4 separate regions of the Mus musculus genome follow, and all the other regions are linked to region 4. The links are chromatin contacts, called in public ChIA-PET and HiChIP or PLAC-seq maps. All regions are on one chromosome and are shown on one strand. The core of a region is the stretch at or near the end of the contact, and the rest is flanking DNA. Distances in the headings are between cores, read along the strand shown. Region 1 holds the start of Mbtps1 (membrane-bound transcription factor peptidase, site 1). Region 2 holds the start of Hsdl1 (hydroxysteroid dehydrogenase like 1). Region 3 overlaps Usp10 (ubiquitin specific peptidase 10). Region 4 overlaps Cotl1 (coactosin-like 1 (Dictyostelium)).

Region 1 (2,845 bases), core at 39-2,538, 250 kb before region 4:
AGGGGCGAGGGGGAGGCCTGCCAACACCGCATCACTTTTTAGATAGTAACAGCAAATTGTTGGTTATAAGGGGTGTTTAGAGACTGCAGGAGAGTCCTAATGAGCAAAAGTGCAGGTTCCAGTAGCCACTTCACCCTTACACTCAAAACAAAAACAAAAACCAAAAAGTCCACAAAAAATTAGCTCTGTGGCCAAATGTGTCACATACTGCAAGATAAGACCTTGGCAAAAGGTATTCCACATGAATAGGGGTAACTGTGGGCTATTAAACAACGGACTATCATTCAGCCGTAAAAGATGAAATACTGACTTACGCTACAACCATAAAAAAAGGTACTGGTTTATGCAACAACATAGATGAATTCTGGAAACAAGACACCAAAGGCCACATGCGACTCTTGACCCACTATTCCCAAAAAGCAAACCTAAGGAGACAGGTCCATCGGTGACTAAAATAGCAGACTAAAAATCGGTTCTAACCACAGCAGGGTACCGGGAGTCTGGGGAGTGGTTCTCAAAGCGGGCTGTGGTGCCGACTGAACTGCTCCGCAAGATGACACAAAGTCACAGGGCGGGACCACTTAATACAAGTGACCCTGTGATACATAGGACACTTTATAGAAATCACGGTCTTGCGTTTAAAAAATAACGGTAAGTGGTGTGGCGCTGTACGTCTTTAATCCCAGCGCCAGGCAGAGACGTGAGGATCAGGAGTTCAAAGCCAGCTTGAGCTACTCAGACCTTGTCTTAAATATTAACTTTTTCCCCCCCCGACTAGTTTTGCAGATTTTTATGCTTTTCTCTGTCCGGCTTTTTCATTCGCCTCCAAACCTAGGGGTTGCTAGCGAGGCTGATCCCAGAATGAAATCTTCAAGTGCTCCTCCCGTCCCTTCAAAGCGCCACTCAAAAACACCTACAGCAAATGCGAGTCCGAGCCGCGATGTGCACTGAGCTGCAGCTCGGTTCCCCGGGGCTCGCGACCGCAGGGCCCTGCGGAGGCGAACGGCGCTTGCGCACCGCGGCGCGCAGGCGCAGGCCAGGCCGCCGCAGCCGCCGCCGCCGCTCCGGGCCAATTTCTGGGGAAGCAGCTGCGGTAGCCGGCGGCCCCCGCGCGGGCAGCGGACGGCTGAGCCTAGGGCGCGTCCGGCTCTCGGCCGCCGCCGGCAAACGTACCTGCGTCCGCCTCAGGCTCGGGGTCGGCGGACCCGGGAGAACGGCGGCTCCGCCGCGAACACGCCTCGGGTCTCCATTCGGGGGATGTTTACTCGCAAGTCTCGCGAGACCACGCCGCTGGGGCGTGGGGGGGTTACGACGGCCCGGCGTGCTCTGCGCGCCCGCGACCTGCGTGCGCGCTCCTGACGGCCCGGCACCGAGGCGAGAGGCTGTGCGGAGCTCTCGCGACATTTGCGGTCTTGGGGGAGGGGTCGGGAAGGGGCGGAGCCGAGGGCGAGGCCAAATCGCCCTCTCTGGGTATATATAGGGAACCCTGGTGGTTTAGGTTTCTCCAGGTTTCCTGGCCTGGAAACTCAGGAAGGGTGCGAGCACCTTTGCGCGGCTGAAGTGGGACGGCGCCTATCCAATCTATGTGTTCTCCTGAACTACTCCCATGGCCCCAGTTTATTACTGCTGCCAGGAGGGTGCATCAGCATCTTGAGAAACAGGACGTTTGTAACACCAACTATTTACCATTTGGAACAAACAGGATCAAGGTGAATTTCGTCTGGTAAAACGCACTTGAGCAATTTAGCCACCTGTAGAACGGGCCCATTCTCAGCCTTAGTACTGAGCTGGATCGATCACTCTTGGCCCTGGCACAACCTAAGTGTGCTCGGGGACTGTGACTGAAGCAAACAGGATGGAGGAGACAAACCCTGAGTCCTAGGCTCATAAGCTCACCTTGGCTGCCAAACCTGGTATGGAAACTGGGTTTTGCATTGGGACCTCCAGCCGAGCAAACTCAAGAAAAGGGGATCCGGACCCAGGATTTAGGTCAGGGTATGGAGGGGACCTTGTGCAGCACTCTTGTGTTTTCCCTCAGGTGTTCAGTCAGAAGAGTGCATGTAAGAGGGGACAGTACTCTTGTATAGGAGCCAAGTTTCCATCCCAGAACCTGCTCACTGTAACTTCAGCTTCGGAGGGATCAGGTTTTTGGCCTCTGAGGGCACCTGCACGCCTATACATAATCCTACACAGACATACAAACGAGATTTTAAAAGGGCGGTTCTGAGACAGTAGCCCCACACATTGAAAAGGATAGACCGCATTTATTCCCAGGTTCCAGAATCCTATGGATAACCCATCATTCCGGAAACTCGCTGTGGCAACCCCATTGCCTGCCCACTCTCTGCCCTGAGACTTGAATCTTGCTCTTGGCCTGATGTCTCCCTGCTGATTCGCCACACTCTCCCCAAGGTCTTCTGTCCTTCAGATGCCTGAAGCCCAGTAATTAGAAGACCCTTGCTGGCTCAGGAGAAGCTGGGAGCAATAAGTTGATGTCATAAAGGACCCATTAAGCCTGCATACAGTAGACTTTAGCTAAAGGAGTGCTCAGAGCTGAGTAGTGGACTAACCAGACTGTAGGAAAGAGATGGCTTTACCACAAATGTAATTAAAGTTTTGGTTTTCTGGGTTTCTGTTAAGATCACCACTGATTAGGGACAGGACAAATGGAGACACCCCCGGCCATTAGGAACACTCCCGTATCAAAGACCATGCCTCTGTTAGAAAGTTCAAAGCGGGTACTGGGTCACAACACCATTGAATCCCGGTCCTCATTAAGTCCAGGTTCTCGTATCAGGAAGAGCAATATTCTGCCAAGCGCACATGCTGACCCTGGCTAACAGCT
Region 2 (3,163 bases), core at 496-2,995, 240 kb before region 4:
TACAAAGTGGGCTCCTATCAGCCTAACTCACACTAGCCGAAAGATGAAAACTGCCCAAACGTCCGTCCAGCAATGAACAAAACGTGGCCCGTGCACGACACTGTGGAATACTGAGCTCTGAAAAGGAATGGGGCATGAGCGCACACTATGACATGAAAACATGAGGTTGGGGGACACAAAAGACCATTCAGCATACGGTCACATGTATAAAGCGTGTTTGCAATAAGGAAATCCAGAGACACAGAAAACACAAGGGGCAAGATGAGCCCAAACTGCAGCCCATGAGGTGGAATCCCTTTTTGTGGTTGTGGAAATTATCTGGAAATAGGGCGGTGAAACCTACCTAACTACAAAGTTCTGAATTGTACATTTCAAAATGGCTAAAATGATGGATCTCGTTACATGAATTTTGCCTCAATTAAAAAAATATGCACTGGGGACTGGTTAGATGGCTCAGCAGATTGTTTTTGCTGTGCAAGCTTAAGGACCTGAGCTGAGGTCCCCAGCAGTATCTAAGAGTGGGTATGTAAGCAGAACCAATTTGTAATTTCAGTATTGGGAAGAAAGGAGCAGACGAGAGGACCCTGGGGGCCAGTCAGTCAGTCAAACATAAAGAAAACTCTTGAGTTCTGTGAGAGACGTTTTCTCGAAAAATAAGGTTGCAAGTGACAGACACTGACCCGTAGCCTCCACACCCACACATAAATAAACAACACTCCCCCCGCCCCAACACACACACACACCCTCCACTGATAAAGTAACGTTGGACATGGCGCGTCTGTAATATTTTAGCAATGACTAGGGTCACTCTGAAAAAGCCATCCCACCCTTGGGAATGAAGTTACAACACCACCACCTGTAAAAAGCGGCTAACGCTTCTCCCCTACAACGAGAATTCGATGAGGTGACGCATAAAAAGCATTTGCAACAGTGCCTTCCCGCCACCCCTCAATAAACCGGAGCCACTAGGCAGGATCATCGCTCAGGGTTCGATGCTAGCGACCCCTATTCGTACTGACCCGAGTTTATGAAGAAGCTAAGAGCGCTGTCCCCGCGGCTTCACTTTATCCCCTTCCTCAATCGCACCCGGGTGTACTACACAAGAGGAAGGAAACGGACGCAACGACATCCCAGGATCTCAGCGAAGGCTCGGCCCAGAGCCCTGGCAGGTGGTCGTTGAGACTCCCCGTGGGAACCCGAACCCGCTGCGGTCACCGCCCAGGGGTGCGGCTGAGTCCTGGTAGCAGAACAGGGACTCCCTGCTAGTGTCCCATCCCTCCCCAGTGGCGCCGGGCACGGCCCAGCGACTCTGCAAAACCCACCGGGCTCTGCAGAAGCTGCGCGCTTTCTTCAGCAGCGCGGCCATTCTGCATCAGTCCTGAGACTTAGAACCTACTTAGACCTAGCGACCAGGAATAAAGGAGGATAAAGAGACACCGACAAAAGGGCCGTCCCGGGGCGTGTCGCCTGTGCGAGCCTCCTGCCGAGGACCAGGCCCGGGACACCTGCTCAGGGAGCTGAGCGGCTGCCTAGAGCGCGGAACCAGAGTTCCCCGCTACGGGGCGCGGCGGGGGGGAGGGCGTTCCCGAGGGTCGGGGTCCAGGGGGCGTGGCCAGGGACGGAAGCGGGGCGCGAGGGGCGTGAGGGGCGCGGGCGCAATACCTGCAGCGAGAGGCGCGGTCTCCGAAGCCCGTCCCGCCCGCTGCCCGCGCGGCCGCCGCCCCGGGACACCACCGCAGGTCCGCTACCCACGTGATCCGCGCACGCGCCCGGGTGCAGTTTCCCCCGTGGCCCCCCCTCGGCTAGGCCCGCCCTCGGCGGCGTAACTGACTGCGCGTGCGCACTGGTTGCCGCGGCGACCGGGAAAGCGTTGGACAGCCAACGACGCGGACCGTAGAGTATTAGGGCTGAGTGGTCGGGCCAGGAGTGAGCATGCACCCCGAAGTCTCTGAGCCGCCGGTGGACAGCGTGGCGGAGCCCAGTCTGGAGGAGTCGGCAGGCGATCACGGCGACGCGGGGCCAGGGATCCGTAAAGAAGGTGCCTTAGCGCTGGGAAGCCAAAGGGGCGAGGGCTCGTGTCCCTCACACATGCCCATTTCACTCAGCTGGGGACAACCAGCACCCCTCACACATACCCATCCATACAGCTACAAGAACAGCACCTTTATTGATATGATCAATCCAGTACATATAGAAGACCCATTATTTATTCCATGATAATTTATTAGATACCTTCCTGTGGCTGGGAATTGTTTGCAATGAGTGTAAGACACAGTTCCCAAACAGTGTTCAGCGTCATTCAACAAACCACAAGTACAGAGAGTTCATCAGCTCTTGACGTTACATTTATCTAAGGCTTCTAGAGGCGCCTTGCAGGGTAAAAGTGCTTGCAACACAATCCTCCAGACCTGAGTTTGAATCTCAGAAGTACATACATGCAGAGGTTAAGATCAACCATGTGATTGCTGGGACTTGAACTCTCGGAACCTTCTGTAGAGCAGTCAGTACTCTTACCCGCTGAGCCATCTCTCCAGGCCCTGGAAAATGTCTTTCATATTTAATAGTGTGCACAGGGTTCTAACATCCAAGGAGAGACCAGCCCAGAACAAAGCTTGCTTCTTTTACACAGGTTTGAGCGATCAAACTGATCACACCCTGTTCTTGTGTGTGCTTTTATCAGTGAGTTGTTTTTATGTTGCCGCCCCTAAGTTACACTTTGAGCAATTAAACACGTTTACAGGAGTGGGAACTGTAGGTGCTCACACCTGGCAAAAGGGGTAGGGGGGAGATTTACACAGCAAACTGCATCACAGTTATCTCTGAACCAAAGTGGGGAGAGACAGAGCTCTTGCCCTGTCCCAGAGCTGCCCTTCTGCTGTCCCTGGTAAGAGAAATGGGCTTGCGGGCTGGAAAGTTGGCTCAGCGGTTAAGAACACTGACTGCTCTTCCAAACGTCCTGAGTTCAATTCCCTGCAACCACGTGGTGGTTCACAACTATAATAGGATCCATGGCCTCTTCTGGTGGGTCTGAAGACAGATACAATGTACTCATATAAATAAAATAAATCTTTTTAGAAAGAGAGAGGGGGGGGGCTTGATGAACTTCTGTTCTGTTGAGCAGATTTTAACAGAAACATCTAAACTAGAATTAGATTTAAGTACA
Region 3 (3,048 bases), core at 401-2,900, 130 kb after region 4:
CCAATTCCCTTTTGAAAAGGAATTAGCTCTGTCACATGTGGTGCTGGGTTCTTTTTTACACTGATGCAGCACACCCACACCACTAGTCTTACGGTGTGTGTGTTTTCACGTATGTGTGAGTGGGTGTGCATGCTTGCCAAAGGCATCTCGTGGTGTCAGAGTCAGCTTTTAGGGAGCAAGGTCTTACTTTCACCTATCTTGTCTTTAAAGCAGTGTCTTTTGTTTCTGCCACTTCACTGCATACTGTACCCAGGTCAGGTACCCACAAATTTGGGGAGATTCTCGCCTTAGCCTGCAGTCTCTCTGTAGCCCTGGAACTAACTTGCTGTGTAGTGATCATGAACTCCTGATGCCCACCGTTGCCTCCGAAGTGCCGGGATTACAGGCAAGCGTCATCACATAGGTCTCTCATTTTTTAAAAATGTGGCCCAGTCAGTGCCCGTGCCAAAGCAGGTGTGAATATCATGGTACCCCACCCCTTCCGACCTTCAACTGACGCAAGAAGGCTTTGCCTTCACTAGGAAAACAGAATTTTCTCCGCCCATGTGGCTCTAACTCCTGGGCCAGGCATCCCACTGAGCAGTGTACACTGGCTTCCACCTTCTTACCCAGATCTCTGGCTTGCTTCTTCATATTGATACCATTAGTCTGCACCCTGAACCTGAAGGTTGTGCGTGACCGTGGGAGTATTGGGACTGCAGCACGCTGATACCTATGTGTAAGTCGCCATTCAGTGTTCATACTTCCTGCTGTCCTTTATGTTACTCCGGATAGACAGACACCTTTCCCCCACTGCCTATTTTCTGATGTCTGCGCCTCCAGTCATCTAGCTGTTCTCTTGGTATATCTGTAGGTGAAGCATACTCCCCAGACTCTTTTACAGTCTGTGGTGCTGTCCGGGACAGTGAGCCCTTCATTACCTGTCTGAGCTGGCCTGGAGCGGGGCTAGTTGCAGGCTTGGGTGCACGCGGGATGCATTAGCTGTTCTTACAGAGGTCAGCCATGGTAGGAAGACCTAGCTTCTAATTCTGTAAAAGCTTGCCACACCGTTGATGGCTGCTGTAGAGCCTGTGGTGTTGCTTTGGGGTGTGTTTTTGTTTGAACACACAGGTTTGGAGGTTACTGTGATCATTGCTGTACTATGGATCCTTGTTTAGCCCAAGAACAGGTGGCAGAAGGCAGTGGGAGGGGGAAAGAGGGCGTCCCGCCTTACATAATATTTAAAAACATTTCTTCCTTAGACTTATTTGTTCCTTCTGTGCTTGCAAGCATGTTTGTGTGTATGTACAAGTGTGTGTGCTTGTGAGGTCAGGCTGTGGAAGTTGGTTGTGTTTCTACCACAAGGGGCTGTGAACTCAGATCATCAGGCCTGGCAGCAAGTGCTAGGAACGGCTGAGCCCACCAGGTAGACCCACAGTTGTATCTGGCTCAGTGCTGTGACTTCAGTTTTCTCATCTGTAAGAGGAGGTGTCAGAGTCCCTTTTTGGCAGAGTTATGACTATGCAGTTGAGTGTTACTGGACAGCTCCAGGACTGGTGGGAGCTGTCAGCATGCGTCTTCCTGTCTTAGATCTGCACACCTTTCACTAAGGGGCTGCTCTCAGTGGCTGTGTCTGGTGCTTCTCTGGAGCCTGTAATGGTTTAGTTTCTCAGATAAAGTGATCTATGGGAGCCACATCAAGCCACCCACTGTGCTTCCTCAGCTTACAGCTTTCTTAAAGCTGTAAAAAAGTGGTTTCCGGGGTGTCAGGAGAGAAGCCCCACCCACTTCTGAATGGAGTGAGGAGTTAGTGGACCAATGGCTGATCTCACTTCCATGATTGGCAGGAGCTGCTGCTGTCACTTAATACTCGGCCATTGAGCGCCCACTGTGGTCTGCCGGGTTTTCTGGGAGCCCGGTGGCACACTCCTGCCCCACAGTCCCTTTGAAGCTGGTATCCAGAGGACTTAGCAGCTGGTGAAGCATGCTGTCAGCCTTGGTGGGGATGCCAGTGTCTTCCACCTCCGCTCTCTGCTGCTAGCTATTGTGTCGGTGTCTCTGGCCATGGAGCGTCCTAGTGTAAACTGAGAGGATAACTGTAAATGTTGATGTTCAAGACAACTGCCCCCCACCCCTGCACCCCAACTTAGTAACAAAGCGGTGCTAAGTGAAGGCTTTCGGAGGACACGCTCTTCTGAAGGACTCTCAGCACTTCAGAAACGCCGTGCATGGATTCTGACTGCAATGTTAATGTCTTCATTTGCTTCTTCACTCTTGCAGAGTTATTGGAGACTGTAACCCTAATACATAAGCCAGTGTCATTGCAACCCCGTGGGCTGATCAATAAAGGAAACTGGTGCTACATTAATGCCGTATCCTTCCTGGCTGCCAACCCTGCGCCTGGCCACCATGCCCACTCTCCCGTCTGGGTGTGTTTGATTGCCGCAGCGTCCCCAGGGCTGCCGGCCTGCGCTCTGAGCACGGAGACTGGGCCATCACTCTGCCTGCCTCATGGTCGGTGGTACTCTGGAGCCTCTCCGCCCTCTGTCCGAGGATTGATCTGTTGGCTTATGAAGGGTAGAGTCGGGCATGTTCTATTCTCATTGGAGTGGTGGTAGACAGTAGGACAGAATGGCCGCGTAGAACTAGAGGCTTTGCTCTAACTAGTGGGAGTGTTTTGTTCAGCTAGCTAGGCTCTTGAGTGTCCTGCAGCCGGCCGACAGAGAGAGGATCCTTACATGGCCTTTACAAGGCAGCTGTCTTCTCATGTGGTTTACTCCTCTTTGTGTTTACATATCCACGTAGCTGAGTGTCCTTGGCTTATCTTTTTTTTTTTTTTACGTGCCTTTTAGAAAAGTTCCTCTGTGTCTGTTTCATTTCCTTTACACTTCCTTACCGACATTTAGACCCTGCAGGCATTGGTGGCTTGCCCTCCGATGTATCACCTGATGAAGTTCATTCCTCTGTACTCAAAAGTGCAGCGGCCTTGCACATCAACGCCCATGATAGATAGCTTGTAAGTAAAGCGCTCGCACACGTGCCAGTGGTCGGGGGCTCTCCCTGCGGTGA
Region 4 (2,848 bases), core at 286-2,785:
ACTGAGCAACATCCCCAGGCCTATGACACCATAATCGCTACACACACACACACACACACACACACACACACACACACACACACACTGTGCTGTGGTACTGAGACCAAGCTACAGTGTCAAAATATGGAAAACTGCAACTATGACCCTAGGGCTGGACACTGAAAGCTCTGCCTGAGAGAAATGAAATCACCCGGGCACAGACACACATGCCCAGACTTCACAGCTACGTGATTCACCCCAAACAGCCAAGCACCCCAGGTAGCTAGCCATCAGATGAGAAGAGAGGGTAAGGCAGACCCTCAATGCATGGACGTTCCAAATGGTGACGCATTAATTAGTCATCGATGAAATTCTAATGCCCGGTGCAACATGGGCGAACAAATCCCTGAACATGGGCAAAAACAGACAGACATGAAGAGCCACCCACTGTCTGGTTCCTCTGACAGGAAATGTCCAAAAAAGGCAAATCCACAGAGAAAGCAGACCAGAGGTGACCAGGGGTGGGAGACAAAACAGGAAACGGCAGATGTCATCTAAGACGCATTGTGGTAAAACTGCACAGTTCGTGGAGGTGACTGCAAGCCAGCAGGGGTCAGAAGAGCAGCTCACTCTGCCCCACACCAGCCCAATGGCAGCTTTTCAGATTCCAAAAGACACCAGGAACTGGTGGCATATGCCTTTAGTCCCAGCACTCAGGAGGCAAAGACAGGTGGCTCTCTGGGATTCGAGGCCAGCCTGGTCTACAGAGCGAGTTCCAGGACAGCCAGGGCTACACAAGAAACCCTGTCTCGAAAAACCAAAAGATAAAAATTCTCAAAGACAATCAAGATTATTTTTCTTTTACAAACAAGACAGAGTCTGAAGACCACAATGCCTGCCCAAGGTCACAGACCTGGGACTACAGCCTCAGAGCAGGAGTGTGGCTCAGTTCAGTGCTTACCTTAGCAGGCAGGAGGGCGCGGGTTCAAGCCCCAGCACTGTCCTCACCCCCAACTACTATATGTAGATATCAAGAAAGGGAGCAAAATGCTTTGGAACTAGGGAGGGGTGGTTAAAGAGCTTACTTTTACATTAAATGGATTTTACATCAATAAAAACCAAAATCAGCAAAGTCGCCATAGCACCAGAAAGATCACGTTCTCGGCTTCCTAGATACCATGAGCAAGGCCACCAAGACATGGCAGGATATGGAGGAGGGGTTAATATTTGCCAAGAGAGGCAAGCCTCACACAATCTGACTGAATCCACCCTCAATACATTAGCCTTTTACCAGGTTACGATAAGGCCCTGGGGGCAGAGCTGAGACAGCCTTATGCAGCCCCAAATTCAAAGACCCTTCCCAGCAGCCCCAGGGCCAGCACTGCTAAGCTTATGCATGTGACCCAGACCATGGAAGGCAGTGGACCCCAGGTCTGGAAAGAGAATAGAGAGTTGTGTCTCAACTCCCAGGCCAGCGGCACGGGGGAGGGGCGCGGGTGCCCCAGCAAGGAAGTCAATGGGGCAAGAAGCCTAAGAGGAAGTTCAAAGTCCTCTGCTTGTTTGACAGCCTTATATGGCAATGTAAAGAAGAACCTGAAGTCTGGGTCAGGAACAAGAGTTTAGGAAGACAAGATAAGGACTAAGAAATCTAAAGGGAAGTTCTAAGGGCTGGGTGCAGCTATGGCTAAAACCACAAGAGCTGTCCCGTGGTCACACTACAACCAGGCAGTGTGGGATGCAAGCCCAGAGAGCAGGAGACTGACTGCCCACCAGTCTGAAGCCAGTTTGTGTTACATAGCAAAACTCTGTCTCAACAAACAAACAGGGGCTGTGCACGTGGCTCAGCTGGCGGAGGGCATGCCTAGCGTGCACAGAGCCCTGGGTTCAAGCCCCAGCACTTCATAAACCTGGCGTGTTGGCGCAGGCCTGTAATCCCAGAGAGAAGAGGATCAGAAATTCGAGACTGGGTGGGGAGATGGCTCAGAAGGTAAAGGCACTCGTCTCGAAGCCTGATGATCTCAGATCCCCGCCCTGCCCCGCCCCCCCCCCCCCCCCATGAAAGGAGAGGCCAGCCCCTGCACGCTGTCCAGACTCCACATGCTGCTGTGGTGTGCACAAATCCCCACACAAAGTTAGTACATGTGACTCCGTCTCAAAAAGGAGATCAGACTAGTGAATGGTACAGAGCAAGAAATGTAAATAGGCAAAATCGTCTATACTCTACCAGAGATACACCACGTACGTGCACACATATTCACTGTCCCAAACTTAAAAAAAAAAAAAAAACACCTCGAACCTTGAGGCACATTTAAAACCAAATCGCCATGAAGCGAATGCTTCCAAGTCTCCAAAGTTGACAGAACAGCCACGTGGGGTCAGCCACACGGGACATTCTCTCCTCTCTGCTGCCACAGAAGACAACTTTGTCTGCAGATTCGTTTTTTATAGTTGCTGCCTGCAGAGGCCAGAGACGGATCCTCTGGGACTATTACTGTGGGAGAGCAGTGTGGGGGTGCCGATCACACGTTCCAGCCTCCCCATCCCCACCCCCCAGGTCACGACCTTCCACTCCTGCTGTTCTGGGGAACCTCAAAGTTAGAAGGCAGAATCAAGAGTCCCTCATCTTGGGTTGAATGGTTTTCCCTCCAAGTGACCAAGGCAGGCAGCTAGCATTTCTGAGGCCACTGGAGCCCAAGCCATACTGTGGTTCCGAGACAGAGCCTGGGTCTTCGCTACGGGCTGATGTCTCTCATCAACAATCAGTCAGACTGCGGCCTTGCTCGCCACGAGCCTGGCTCGGGGCTGATGAACCTGGCTCTGTTCTCCTCACCCCACAAGAGACCACACTGCCCAGCTGAAGTCAGGGGTG

What was found. ChIA-PET counts read pairs in DNA pulled down with a chosen protein or histone mark. HiChIP or PLAC-seq counts read pairs in DNA pulled down with a chosen protein or histone mark.
Region 1: a FOXA1 HiChIP or PLAC-seq map of pancreatic cancer cells shows a contact between it and region 4. The contact joins the promoter of Mbtps1 here to the enhancer-like site in region 4. A contact is called at or near these places in 2 of 39 promoter capture datasets (cranial neural crest and neural stem cells) and 4 of 115 datasets of contacts at active chromatin or transcription factors (bone marrow-derived macrophages, effector CD8 T cells, memory CD8 T cells and 1 more).
Region 2: a contact with region 4 is called in an HNF4G HiChIP or PLAC-seq map of pancreatic cancer cells. The contact joins the promoter of Hsdl1 here to the enhancer-like site in region 4. A contact is called at or near these places in 2 of 39 promoter capture datasets (the HPC-7 cell line and neural stem cells) and 2 of 115 datasets of contacts at active chromatin or transcription factors (effector CD8 T cells and pancreatic cancer cells).
Region 3: an RNA polymerase II ChIA-PET map of effector CD8 T cells shows a contact between it and region 4, with 18 read pairs. The contact joins two enhancer-like sites. A contact is called at or near these places in 1 of 484 Hi-C or Micro-C datasets (the G1E-ER4 cell line), 2 of 115 datasets of contacts at active chromatin or transcription factors (the HPC-7 cell line and effector CD8 T cells) and 3 of 9 other capture datasets (adipose tissue, liver and pancreatic islet).

The regions. Positions count from the first base shown.
Region 1 is chr8:119,557,473-119,560,317 of GRCm38.p6, forward strand. Mbtps1 (membrane-bound transcription factor peptidase, site 1) reads right to left here and starts at 1,289. Exons shown (of 23, transcript NM_001167910.1): 1 at 1,174-1,289.
Region 2 is chr8:119,573,430-119,576,592 of GRCm38.p6, forward strand. It overlaps Hsdl1 (hydroxysteroid dehydrogenase like 1), which reads right to left and starts at 1,746. Exons shown (of 5, transcript NM_175185.5): 1 at 1,663-1,746. It overlaps Dnaaf1 (dynein, axonemal assembly factor 1), which reads left to right and starts at 1,806. Exons shown (of 12, transcript NM_026648.4): 1 at 1,806-2,038. The coding sequence starts at 1,933.
Region 3 is chr8:119,944,816-119,947,863 of GRCm38.p6, forward strand. Usp10 (ubiquitin specific peptidase 10) reads left to right here. Exons shown (of 14, transcript NM_009462.2): 5 at 2,260-2,351; 6 at 2,886-2,995. Among named protein-coding and RNA genes, the nearest start is that of Usp10, 36 kb to the left of the region's middle. Within about 2 kb of position 1,651, at least 38 of the 459 cell types and tissues checked have an H3K27ac peak or open chromatin away from gene starts, as enhancers often do. A contact at or near this core is called in the G1E-ER4 cell line and effector CD8 T cells, where this site is marked.
Region 4 is chr8:119,811,581-119,814,428 of GRCm38.p6, forward strand. All of the region lies in intron 3 of Cotl1 (coactosin-like 1 (Dictyostelium)), which reads right to left. Among named protein-coding and RNA genes, the nearest start is that of Cotl1, 28 kb to the right of the region's middle. Within about 2 kb of position 1,536, at least 163 of the 459 cell types and tissues checked have an H3K27ac peak or open chromatin away from gene starts, as enhancers often do. A contact at or near this core is called in the G1E-ER4 cell line, the HPC-7 cell line, bone marrow-derived macrophages and 3 more, where this site is marked.